Regions from separate parts of the Macaca mulatta genome. Here region 1 is linked to region 2. A link is a contact called in public Hi-C data. All regions are on one chromosome and are shown on one strand. The core of a region is the stretch at or near the end of the contact, and the rest is flanking DNA. Distances in the headings are between cores, read along the strand shown. Region 1 holds the start of C10H20orf203 (chromosome 10 C20orf203 homolog). Region 2 overlaps NOL4L (nucleolar protein 4 like).

Region 1 (5,346 bases), core at 1,002-3,501, 130 kb after region 2:
CTTGCCAAGCCTGGGGCCTCCAACTTCCCCCCTGCCCCTCCCCACCAACCCAAATCCTTTCCTGATAAGGGCCTGGGTGTTGCGGAGGAGGAGACTGGCTCTGGTGGCTGGGCTGGGAGTGGACTCGCTGAGCCTTTGAGGTCCTCCTTCCCACCCCACCGCCAAAGTCCCAGAGGTGGGCAGTGAGTCCAGTCAAGGCTGACGTGACTTATTGGGAACAAGACCCCCAAGAAGATCATAGAATCTTAGTACCTGAGACTCGCAGGGGGCTTCAGGTCTTCCCTAATTTCCCAGCAGTCCCCAGTGTCAGCCCAGGTATGAGAGACAGGGACAGCACCTCTTTCCGGGCTCAACATTCCAGTCTTTGTAAAGGGAAAACTGGCCAGGCGAGGTGGCTACTGCCTGTGACCCAGCATGCTGGGAGGCTGAGGCAGGAGACTCACTTGAGCCTGGGAGTTCAAGGCAGGCCTAGGAAACACAGGAGACCCTATCTCTAAAAAAAAATTAGCTGGGTGTGTTGGCTTGCACCTGTGGTCCCTGTTACTCAAGGGGTTGAAGTGGGAGGATCACTTCAGCCCAGAAGGTCGAGGCTATAGTGAGCCATGATTGCCCCACTACACTCCAAAGTGGGTAACAGAGTGAAACCCTGTTCAAAACATAAATAAATACATAAATAAAGGAAAAGAAATGAGAAAATTGGAGCAAATGATCTCTGAGCCTTGAAGATTCTTATGGGGTGGACAAGAAAACTCCCTGAGGCTGCTCATCCCTGCCCCAAGTCGGTTCAAAGCAGGGCTATAGGCTCAGACACCTTTGCCAACCAACATGACCTCAGGCAAGGGAGCTCATGGTCACATGCCTGGGTTTCCCCATTGGTAAGGCTGGAGATGGCAATAGTGCCCACCTCAAAGAGCCTCTGAGAAGACTGGGGGAGATAACAAAGCTGAAGTGTCCAGCACAGTATCTGGTCTGACCTGAGTAGCCAGCCACTGCCATCTGAAAGGTCTGGGGAACTGGGGGGTAACCTGGCACCTAGCCTGCCTGAGTCTTACCTCTTCATGTGGCAGCTGCAGTCTGGCACTCTGAGGAGAAGGATTAGAGAGCTTAAGTGTCTTCCGCAAAGCCACACTGCTACGGAAGAGGAAGAGGCAGCCCTGGATCCTTTGAGTGAGGAGAGGATGGGATCTGGATTCCTATGTTGACATTTGTGGAGCATCTGCTGGATGCAGGGTCCTGAACAAGACCCTAGGAAGGGACTAAGATGAATCTGAGATTCACTCTGCCTTTAAGGGGACCCCAGTCTAGAAGGGGAGAGAAAACACACATACAAACAACTGGAATGCAAAGCAAATGTGGCTGGGTGCGGTGGCTCACACCTGTCATTTTGGGAGGGCTAGGCAGGAGGATCACTTGAGGTCAGGAGTTTGAGACCAGCCTGGCCAACAGGGCAAAACCTCGTCTCTACTAAAAATACAAAAATTAGCTGGGCATGGTGGTGCACACCTGTAGTACCAGCTACTTGGGAGGCTGAGGCACGAGAATCGTTTGAACCTGGTGGGGCAGAGGTTGCAGTGAACTGAGATCGCGCCAGTGAGCTGAGATAGTGCACTCTAGCTTGGGCGACAGAGCAAGACTCCGTCTCAAAAAAAAAAAAAAAAAAAAAAAAAGCAAATACCCCTGGCATCAGAGGGGGCCCAGTAGCCCTCCATGCAGGGGGCTGGTGAGACTCTTGGGATGGTAGGGAGATGCTGCTGTGTCTCGGAGCTCAATTTGCAAAGCAAAGGTTTTGATTTTATTTGAAGGGTAAAATCAGCCTTGGGGGGTCATGGGGGTGCTGATGGAGCCTCCTCTGGTTTTTTTGGGAAGTTCTGGGTGGTTCCTGATGTCTGTGATTTCTGCTTCTATGGTTCTAGGATCTATCCTGGAGGTATCTAGGAGTCCCAGATGCTGTGGTTTTGGAGACTACACTGTCCAGGCCCCCAGCATGAATACATTCACATCCACAAAGGACAGTGAGGTCCTCATTCCAGGTGGCCAGATACCCACCAGTTTGGGGGGCTTCCTGCTGCTGGGCAATTTGGTGGGGAGAGGATGCAGCACCAGTGAGAGGCCTGCTCAGAGATGGTGGAAGCCTCCCAAGGCTGAGAGACGCAAGGCTGCTGGCCCTGATGCTGCAAAGCCTGAGTCTCAGCGGCAACCCAGAGCAGGCAAGGTGAGTGCTAGGTCACTCACCTTGGGGATGGTGCCTCCATTACTCCCTTCCTGGAGATCAGAGCTCAGCCAGAGGAGCGGGCGGGTCTAGTCACAGGAAGTCTGTGCAAGCACAGCTAGCAGCTCCTGGAAAATAGGCACTGCTCTCAGCCTCCCCAGGGCACCCTGCACCCAAGCTGGGTCAAATGATGGTCTGGGGCGCCCTCTGGTGGCTTCTCTGGGCAGTGGTGGATGCTGAAGCCACTGTGAATTTAAGGGTGGGTGGGGCAGAGATGGTCAGAGTTGGAAGATTTCAAGGTGGACCACTCTTTCCACTACCCAGATGGGCAAACCAAGGCCCGGAGGAAAGTGACCTGCCTACAGTTGCACAGCCAGTGACTTATACAAGAACAGAGCCCAGAAGTTCCTCTGTACCAGTGCTTTTTTTAGGGGGTCTCAAGGCATCCCACCCCAGGGGAGGGAAGGCTGAGTGTCCGGGGCTCACTCCCAGTGCATGTGGACAGCTGAACTGTAGGTCGCTGAGTATCTGTGTGACATAGCACGCAGCACTTCCCTCCCAGGCTTGGGTTCTTCGCCTCTAAAGCCTGGGGTTACTGTGTTGGCAAGGGATGGGGGACTAGGCCTCCTGCTTGTATACTGCTGGAACTGAGGATGTAAACCAGCCAGTCTTTCGGGGAGTTCTAAGAAGAGTGTTCCTACAGCTGGTATCATACTTCATGGTGAGAGATTGGGGGCTTTCCCCAAGACCAGGAACAAGACAAGGATGTCCACTCTTACGGCAAAGTTGGATTCACAACTCGTATTCAACATTGTACTGAGTACAATGGCAAGAAAATAATCATTCAGGTTGCAAAGGAAGAAGTAAAACTATTCCTATTTGCAGATGACATGATCTTATATATAGAAAATCCTGGTTGGGCACGGTGGCTCATGACTGTAATCTCAGCACTTTGGGAGGCCAAGGCAGGCGGATCACCTAAGGTCAGGAGTTTAAGACCAGCCTGGCCAACATGGCAAAACCCCGACTCTACTAAAAATACAAAAATTAGCCAGGTGTGGTGGTGGGCCTGTAACCCCAGCTACTCAGGAGGCTGAAGCACAAGAATTGCTTGAACCTGGGGTTCAGAGGTTGCAATGAGCCAAGATCACACCACTACACTCCAGCCTGGGCGACAGAGCAAAAAAAAAAAAAAATTCCTAAAGAATCCACTAAAAAAAATATTGTAACTAATAAATGTGTTTGGCAAAGTTGCAGGATACAAGATCAATATACAAAATTCAATTGAGTTTCTACACATTTGCAATGAACACTTCAAAAATGTAATTACGAAAATAATTCAATTTATACTAGCATCAAAGAGAATAAAATGCTTAGGAATAAAAGAAGGAGGCCGGGCGTGGTGGCTCACGCCTGTAATCCCAGCACTTTGGGAGGCTGAGGTGGGCGGATCACAAGGTCAGGAGATCGAGACCACGGTGAAACCCCGTCTCTACTAAAAATACAAAAAATTAGCCGGGCGCGGTGGCGGGCGCCTGTAGTTCCAGCTACTTGGGAGGCTGAGGCAGGAGAATGGCGTGAACCCAGGAGGTGGAGCTTGCAGTAAGCCAGGATCGCGCCACTGCACTCCAGCTTGGGCGACAGAGCGAGACTCCGTCTCAAAAAAAAAAAAAAAAAAAAAAAAGGAATAAAAGATGTACAAAACTTATAATCTGAAAACTACAAAACATTGTTTAAAGAAATTAAAGATGCCATAAATAAATGGAAAAATACCAATGTTCATGCATCTAAAGACCTAATATTGTTAACATGGCAAGACTCCCCAAATTGATCTTCAGATTCAACACAATCTCCATCAAAATTCCAACTTGGTTCTTTACAGAAATTGACAAGCTGATCCTAAAGTTCATATGGAAATTTAAGGGACTCAGAAAAGTCAAAACAGTCCTGAAAAAGAATAATGGTGGGCCAGGCGTGGTAGCTCATGTCTGTAATCCTAGCATTTTGGGAGGCCAAGGTGGGCAGATCATTTGAGTCCAGGAGTTTGAGACCAACCTAGGTGATATGGTGAAACCTCATCTCTACAAAAAATACAAAAATTTATCTGGGTGTGGTGGCATGCGCCTGTAGTCCTAGCTACTCAGGAGGCTGAGGTGGGAGGATCACTTGAACCTGGGCAGTAGAGATTACAGTGAACCAAGAATGTGCCATTGCATTTCAGCCTGGGTGACACAGCAAGACCCTTCCCCAAAAACAAAAGAAGAAGTAGAAGAAAAAAGAGAACAATGCTGGAGTGCACACACTTCCAATTTCAAAAACTACTACAAAGCTACAGTAATCAGGACAGTGTGGTACTGGCATACGGACAGACATTGAGATCAATGAAATATAAACAAGAGCCCTAAGAGTCCAGAAATAAACCCTCACATTTGGTTCACCTGCAAGAGCTGAACATATTTAATGGTGGAGTTCAATGGGCAAAACACAGCCTTGCAAAAGAAAGAGGTCAGACCCCTGCCTCACACCATACACAAAAATTAACTCAAAATGGATGAAAACAAATGTAGGAGCTAAAGCTATAAAACTCTGAGAACATAGACATAAATCTTCATGACCTTGGATGAGGCAACAGTTTCATAAATATGATACCAAAAGCACAAGCAACCAAAGAAAAAATAGATAGACTGGGCTTCATCAGAATTTAAATTTTCAGGTCAGGCATGGTGGCTCACACCTGAAATCCCAGCACTTTGGGAGGCTGAGGCAGGAGGATTGCTTGAGACTGGGAGGGCAAGGTGGCAGTGAGCCAAGATTGCATCACGGCACTCCAGCCTGGGCAACAGAACAAGATCCTGTCAAAAAAAAAAAAAAAGGTGTTTCAATGGACACTATCAAGAAAGTGAAAAGTGTCCCACAGGATAGGAGAAAATAGCTGACAATCATATATCTGATAATGGATTCTAACCAGCATATATAAAGAACGCTTACAACTCAATAATAAAAGACAAATAGCCCAGTTTAAAAATGGGCTGAGCCAGGTACGGTGGCTCACTCCTGTAATCCCAGCACTTTGGGAGGCTGAGGCAGGCAGATAACCTGAGGTCAAGAGTTCAAGACCAGCCTAGCCAACATGGTGA
Region 2 (5,886 bases), core at 1,393-3,892:
ACCTCCCAAAGTGCTGGGATTATAGGTGTGAACTACCGTGCCCCACCCACAATGGTAAACTTAATGCTGAGAAAATGTGGTCTTCTCAGTGCCAAGGGGCCCATGTCGGCCCCAGCCTGGGTGCCTCTTCCTTCTTCTATGGCCCTCTGGTGGAAATACCCTCAGAACTCCCTTCCCACAAGCCACTTCCCAGAGCACACAGACCGAGAAACAGGAGGGGCGGGGAGACCATCACCACCTCCTGCTTCCCTGGGCAGACACCTCATCTCTCTGAGGCCCTTGGCACATGGGTCAATCCTTAAAATCCATTTAGGGCAAAAGCCATTTTCTGAGGACAAGGACTAACCGGATGGTTGCATTAAAAACAAAAACAAACAAACAAACAAAGACCATAAGGGGAAATTATAGACTTATACAGCCACCTCCATGTAGTCCAAAGCTATTTATACAAATAACTTGGGGTGGGGAGTTTCACATCTGCCTTGGGTGGGGAAGCCCAGACACAGAAGGGCACATTTCTAGAAGCTCCAGAGAAAGTCAGCATGGAGGACACCAGCTGATTGCAACTCAGCTGCCATCTGACCTTGGACAGGTGACCCAATTCTCCAGGTCTCAGTTTCCTTAACTGTGAAATGTGTCCTCAGTGCCTCGGTCACAGGACTGCCACAAGGCTTGAATGAGCACGAAGGGCTTGGCTTTACTGGCCTCCCTGGGCACTGGACAAATGGTTCAGAGCTGTGCATGAGCCGTGGATAGGCTCACATGTGGGTCAGCAGGGGATGGATCAGAACACAGGCAGGCCCCTCTGCAGGGTGAGGAGGGGCCTCTGGTTTGACCAGTCCCATCTATTTCCACCTCTCCCCTCTCCCGCATTTGTGACGCTCCCTGCCCCTAGGTTGCCTTCTCTGCCCTTATGCCTCCCCAAAGCATAGAATGCCAGCACAGGTGCCACCTTCTCCACACAGCCCCCCAGGCTCATCTGCATCTGGCAGTGCCTTTGCTAAATGCCCCTGAGCCTGGGTTCTTTCTCTCTCAAAGCGAGCCTTGGAGACACTTCTGCTTCTCATGTATCTTGTTTTTGCTCTCAGCCTCCCCACCCCAAATCCAATTGTGATCTCCTGGAGGGTGGGGAGCAGGTCCTTCGACTTCCCCTGGGAAACTCCCAGTCCTGACTTCACAGGATGAGCTCACACATAAGAAGAGCTCAGGACAGGCCTGGCATGCGGTAAATGCCATGCCATGGAGGCATTTGTTCCTCTGTTCATTATCTGCCCCCAGCACCCCAGCCCCAGAACAGGCTGCAGGGGGCTGGGGGGTCAGTGTCAGGTAGGAGCAAGTGAAGCAGAAACGGGGAAGAGGAGGGCACCTCCTGCCCTCATCCCTCTCCTTCCCTCCCTCTCACCCCCTTCAACCTGCTTTTCCTTTGTGCTCAGACCACAGATCCCCTCCCTTCGCCCTGTGAGCCATCTCTGGCTGCCGTGCCCTTGCCCTGTGCCCCCCTAGATCCCGAAAGGCCGTTTCATCACGCCTCAGCTCCCTGCCCCGCCCCCCCCCAGCCCAACATGTGCGGAGCCCATGGCCTCCTGCCAAGGCCTGGGGCTGCCAGTGGAGGCAAAGGGACAGAAATCTCACCGCTCGGTAGGTTTTCTTCTGCCCAGCGTGCTTGGGGGCTTTGCCTGGCTCTGCTGAGCTCTCCACATGCATCGAGTAGATGATGTCAAAGAAATCTTCCACCACAGCGACCCGCTTCAGAGAGATGCCCTCCGGCTCCGACAGGCCATCTGCCCCCTGCGACAGGGTGGACAAGCTGTGTTAGTGTCAGGGATGATGGCGGGGTGAGAACTGGGCCCTGAGGCCGGGGCAACGGGTCAGGACTCAGGATGGGCAATGCCTCTGACAGTGGGTCTTGGGGTGGGGAGGGGAGGGAGCCTGCCGAGGGGGCTCCCTGGAGGGGGGACGCCAGAGTCAGGGTGGCTGCAGCTATGAAATCTACCAGCGACAATGGGCAGAGAACGGCGACAACGAAAACACAAATTAAAAAACCAAGAGGCTCCATGTTCACAATTTCAGACAGATTGTGCCAGACTCGGGCGGGGAGCTCTTGAATCACACGCTGTGCCAAGACCATCCTGGAAGTCTCTGGGGAGGGGGGAGTGCTAAATAGATGCGGCCCCATCAGGAGCTCGCCAATTAGCAGTAACCTTTCACTGCGGGCCTGGGCTGGGGTCCCGGGGGAACCGCTCCGATCACCTGGGTGACTCCTGCCTCCGCCCTGGCCTTTCTGAAAAGCTTTTCTCGGCTGCCTGCCCTCCCCACTCCAGCAGCTGAGCGCCAGCAACTGCACCCGGTCTCTTTGTGTGTGGAGATGTACAGAATAACAGGCACGAGGCCACGAGGAGGTGGCAGGGCCGTGTGAACGGGGTGGCCATGGGCCCCGAGCCTCTTATCAGGCTGGCATGAGTGGTGTCAGCTGGCCCGACAAGGTGCACCAGGAGCAAGACGGGTCCTTCAATAGCAAACAGCTGCGGGGCTGACGCCTGTCCTCCCCTCCAGCAGGAAAGGGGCTGCAGGGAAACCACAGGGCAGGAGGCTGGGGGCGAGGCCAGGGCCCGGAAGGGAACAGACTGCTGGGGAACTGCTCTGCGCAGGCAGTCCCTGCAAGCGAGGTACACAGACCCAGGGACACTAGACTGTCAGCCGCCAGCTCCTTAAGGGGAGTCTTTGGGGATGTCAGGGGGCTTTGAAGATCAAGAACAAGCCGTATGGAGGGAATCTGGGGGGAAAGGAAGCAGGCTTTTCTCCAAAAGTGCCCAAAGACACATCTCCAAGAGAATTCTTCCCCAGAGGACCCCAACTCAAGGATGTCAGCAACAAGAGGATGTGGGCTTCGCCTGCTCCTTCTCAGCTGTCTCTCCAGCACTTAAATCAGTTCCTGACACATAGTAGGTAGTCAGTAAATAATGACTGGATGACTGAGTGGTTCTAAGTGGCAGCTGGGCAGGGTCACTTGGACACACTCTGCCCTGGTTTGAATACGGCTCATCATGGAAGTGGCCCTGTGACCCCAAGCACTTACTGTGCTTCGAGCCTCAGTCCCTTTATCTGTAAAATAGGGATAACAGAAGCCCCTTTCCCATGAGCTACTGTGGGGAAGAACTGAGATGTGCATGCAGCACTTAGCACTGAGCCTGGCGTACAGGGATTGCTAGATAAATATTGTTATTAAGAAGTGCTTTGCAGTTCGCCATGTTTCCCCCAGGTATGAGAGAGCTGAACACCGGGGCAACACTGGGAGGTTGTTAGGGTCAGGACCTGCCTGAGGTGCGGTGGCTGGTGGGTGGCAGAGATGGCTTCAGACCTCGGACTTTGTAGTCCAAGGAGAATACAGGCCACACTGGCAGGGGACGCTCGCTCACAACAGGTTCTGGCAAAGATAGGTCTTGGTTTCACCCAGTAGCTTTCCTGACACACCACGATGGGCGAACAGCAGTGTCTCTTCACCAGCAGCCCATCCAAGAGCAGAAAGCAGATGGGGGGCAAAGGGCATCTGGGATGTAGGGTCCCGAGCCCCACAGCTAGTGGGCAGTGTCCCTAAGTGGTGACGCTGGGAGGTGACCTCACTGGCCCCAACCAGGCCCTCTTGCCAATGGCTTCCTGCCTGGTCAGAACCCATTTCAATGGGACATCTCAGATAGTGCATATCTCTCTTTGCGTGTACAGGAGAAGCCACTTGCTGGTCCGGCTTCCTCGCTGTGAGATTGTGTGCAAACCCTTCAACCTCCCCAAGCTTCACTTATGAGATGAGCTGTAAAGTTCCATGACTTTTCTTAACCTCTCTCGGGAATCAATTTTACCTCTTTTGGGGGATATCCCACCCCCTCTGACATCTCAGGCCATCTGTACGGGCTGAACAATGACTAACTTGCTCACTATTGACCCATAAATGCCCAGCATTACGGGGCCCTTCAAATACTGCCATGACAGGTTGAGATGGGACAAATATTATGATAGGTCAGTTAGACTTTTAAAAAAATTTTACTCAGCAAAGATCTGGATTTGGGATGTACAGTTACAAGCCACTTCTAACCAGAGGTTCACATTGGTGAAAATAAATAAAATGAACCTTAAGAATGAATATAGCTGGGTTTCTATTTGTTGATCTGGGCAGTAGTTATAGAAGTGTGTTCAACTTATTAAGTCATTAAATCTTTTTTTTTTTTTTTTTTTTTTTTGAGACTGAGTCTGGCTCTGTCGCCCAGGCTGGAGTGCAGTGGCCGGATCTCAGCTCACTGCAAGCTCCACCTCCCGGTTTACGCCATTCTCCTGCCTCAGCCTCCGGAGTAGCTGGGACCAACAGGCGCCCGCCACCTCGCCCGGCTAGTTTTTTGTATTTTTTAGTAGAGACGGGGTTTCACCGTGTTAGCCAGGATGGTCTCGATCTCCTGACCTTGTGATCCGCCCGTCTCAGCCTCCCAAAGTGCTGGGATTACAGGCTTGAGCCACCGTGCCCGGCTAAGTCATTAAATCTTAACATTTGGCTGGGCACAGTGGCTCACACCTGTAATCCCAACACTTTGGGAGGTCCAGGCAGCTGGATCACCTGAGGTCGGGAGTTTGAGACCAGCCTGACCAACATGGAGAACCCCGTCTCTACTAAAAATACAAAATTAACAGGGCGTGGTGGCGCATTCCTGTAATCCCAGCTACTCAGGAGGCTGAGGCAGGAACCCAGGAGGCAGACGTTGCGGTGAGCTGAGATCGCGCCATTGTACTCTAGCCTGGGCAATAAGAGCGAAACTCCGTCTCAAAAAAACCAAAAACCTTAACATTTACAATCTGTATATTTCTGTATATGTGATAAACTTTAATTTAAAAAACAGTTTTTAAAAAGAATATCATGGGATAGTTCCACTGAATTTTTAAATTCAGGTAAAATACATACACAGAATGCACCATCTTTACCATTTTTAAGTATACAGTGAAGTCCGCCACATTTGGATCACCTGAATCCAGAGGCATAGCTCTGGAGGCTTAGCTGCTTAAAGGCCAGTAGGCCTCCCTGTTCAAAATTGTTTCAGACCAGAACACAGATATTTCTGGAAAAGGAAGGAGATAAAATTTTGTGGGAAGGAATGGAGAAAGAAGGCAATCTGATGAGGAGACAATATTTTATGTAGATGAGATAGAAATTTCCCCCTAACCAGCTTGGGGGCCTTGGGTGGGTCACTTTATTTCTATACCACTTTTTTTTTTTTTTTTTTTGAAACAGAGTCTTGCTCTGTCAAACAGGCTGGAGTGCAGTGGTGCAATCTCTGCTCACTGCAACCTCTGCCTCCTCGGTTCAAGCGATTCCTCTGCCTCGGCCTCCCAAGTAGCTGGGATTAAAGGTGCCCACCACCATGCCTGGCTAATTTTTGTATTTTTAGTAGAGACGGGGTTTCGCCATGTTGGCCAGGCTGGTCTGCAACTCCTGACCTCAGATGATCCGTCCACCTCAGCCTCCCAAAGTGCTGGGATTACAGGTGTGAGCCACTGTGCCCGGCCTATTTCTATACCTCTTGAAAGTCAGTTTCTGCACCTGTAAAATGGGCCTAAAAAGTACTAGTTGGACATTCAAGGATCAAGCATGTATGTCAGGCATTCAGCACATACAGACTTGGTTAATGTTCATCTCTTTCCTTGGACCTCCCAAGTCTGGACATTTTGTGTTTAGGAATCTCTTCTTATCTCCAGTCCCTCTAACGCATCCAGAGGGGACCCATGACAAAATGGGTCCCCCTCAGTAACACCCACCATCAGAAGAGATGCACAGTCTTATTTAATTCCTAAATAATATGCTAAGGCTCCCACAAACTTGGAATAAGCTTTCCAAAAGTCAAAGTGTAA

What was found. Hi-C and Micro-C count contacts between places; a contact is called where the count stands out from the background.
Region 1: a Hi-C map of fetal cortex germinal zone shows a contact between it and region 2, with 6 times the contacts expected there. The contact joins the promoter of C10H20orf203 here to the enhancer-like site in region 2. A contact is called at or near these places in 8 of 14 Hi-C or Micro-C datasets (CD4 T cells, blood, fetal cortex germinal zone and 4 more).

Annotation. Positions count from the first base shown.
Region 1 is chr10:85,470,181-85,475,526 of T2T-MMU8v2.0, forward strand. C10H20orf203 (chromosome 10 C20orf203 homolog) reads right to left here and starts at 2,252. Exons shown (of 5, transcript XM_077949062.1): 1 at 2,233-2,252; 2 at 1,053-1,161; 3 at 856-925; 4 at 32-207; 5 at 1-30. The coding sequence starts at 2,252.
Region 2 is chr10:85,343,124-85,349,009 of T2T-MMU8v2.0, forward strand. It overlaps NOL4L (nucleolar protein 4 like), which reads right to left. Exons shown (of 12, transcript XM_077951431.1): 2 at 1,633-1,788. Among named protein-coding and RNA genes, the nearest start is that of NOL4L, 59 kb to the right of the region's middle. Within about 2 kb of position 2,643, at least 9 of the 40 cell types and tissues checked have an H3K27ac peak or open chromatin away from gene starts, as enhancers often do. A contact at or near this core is called in CD4 T cells, where this site is marked.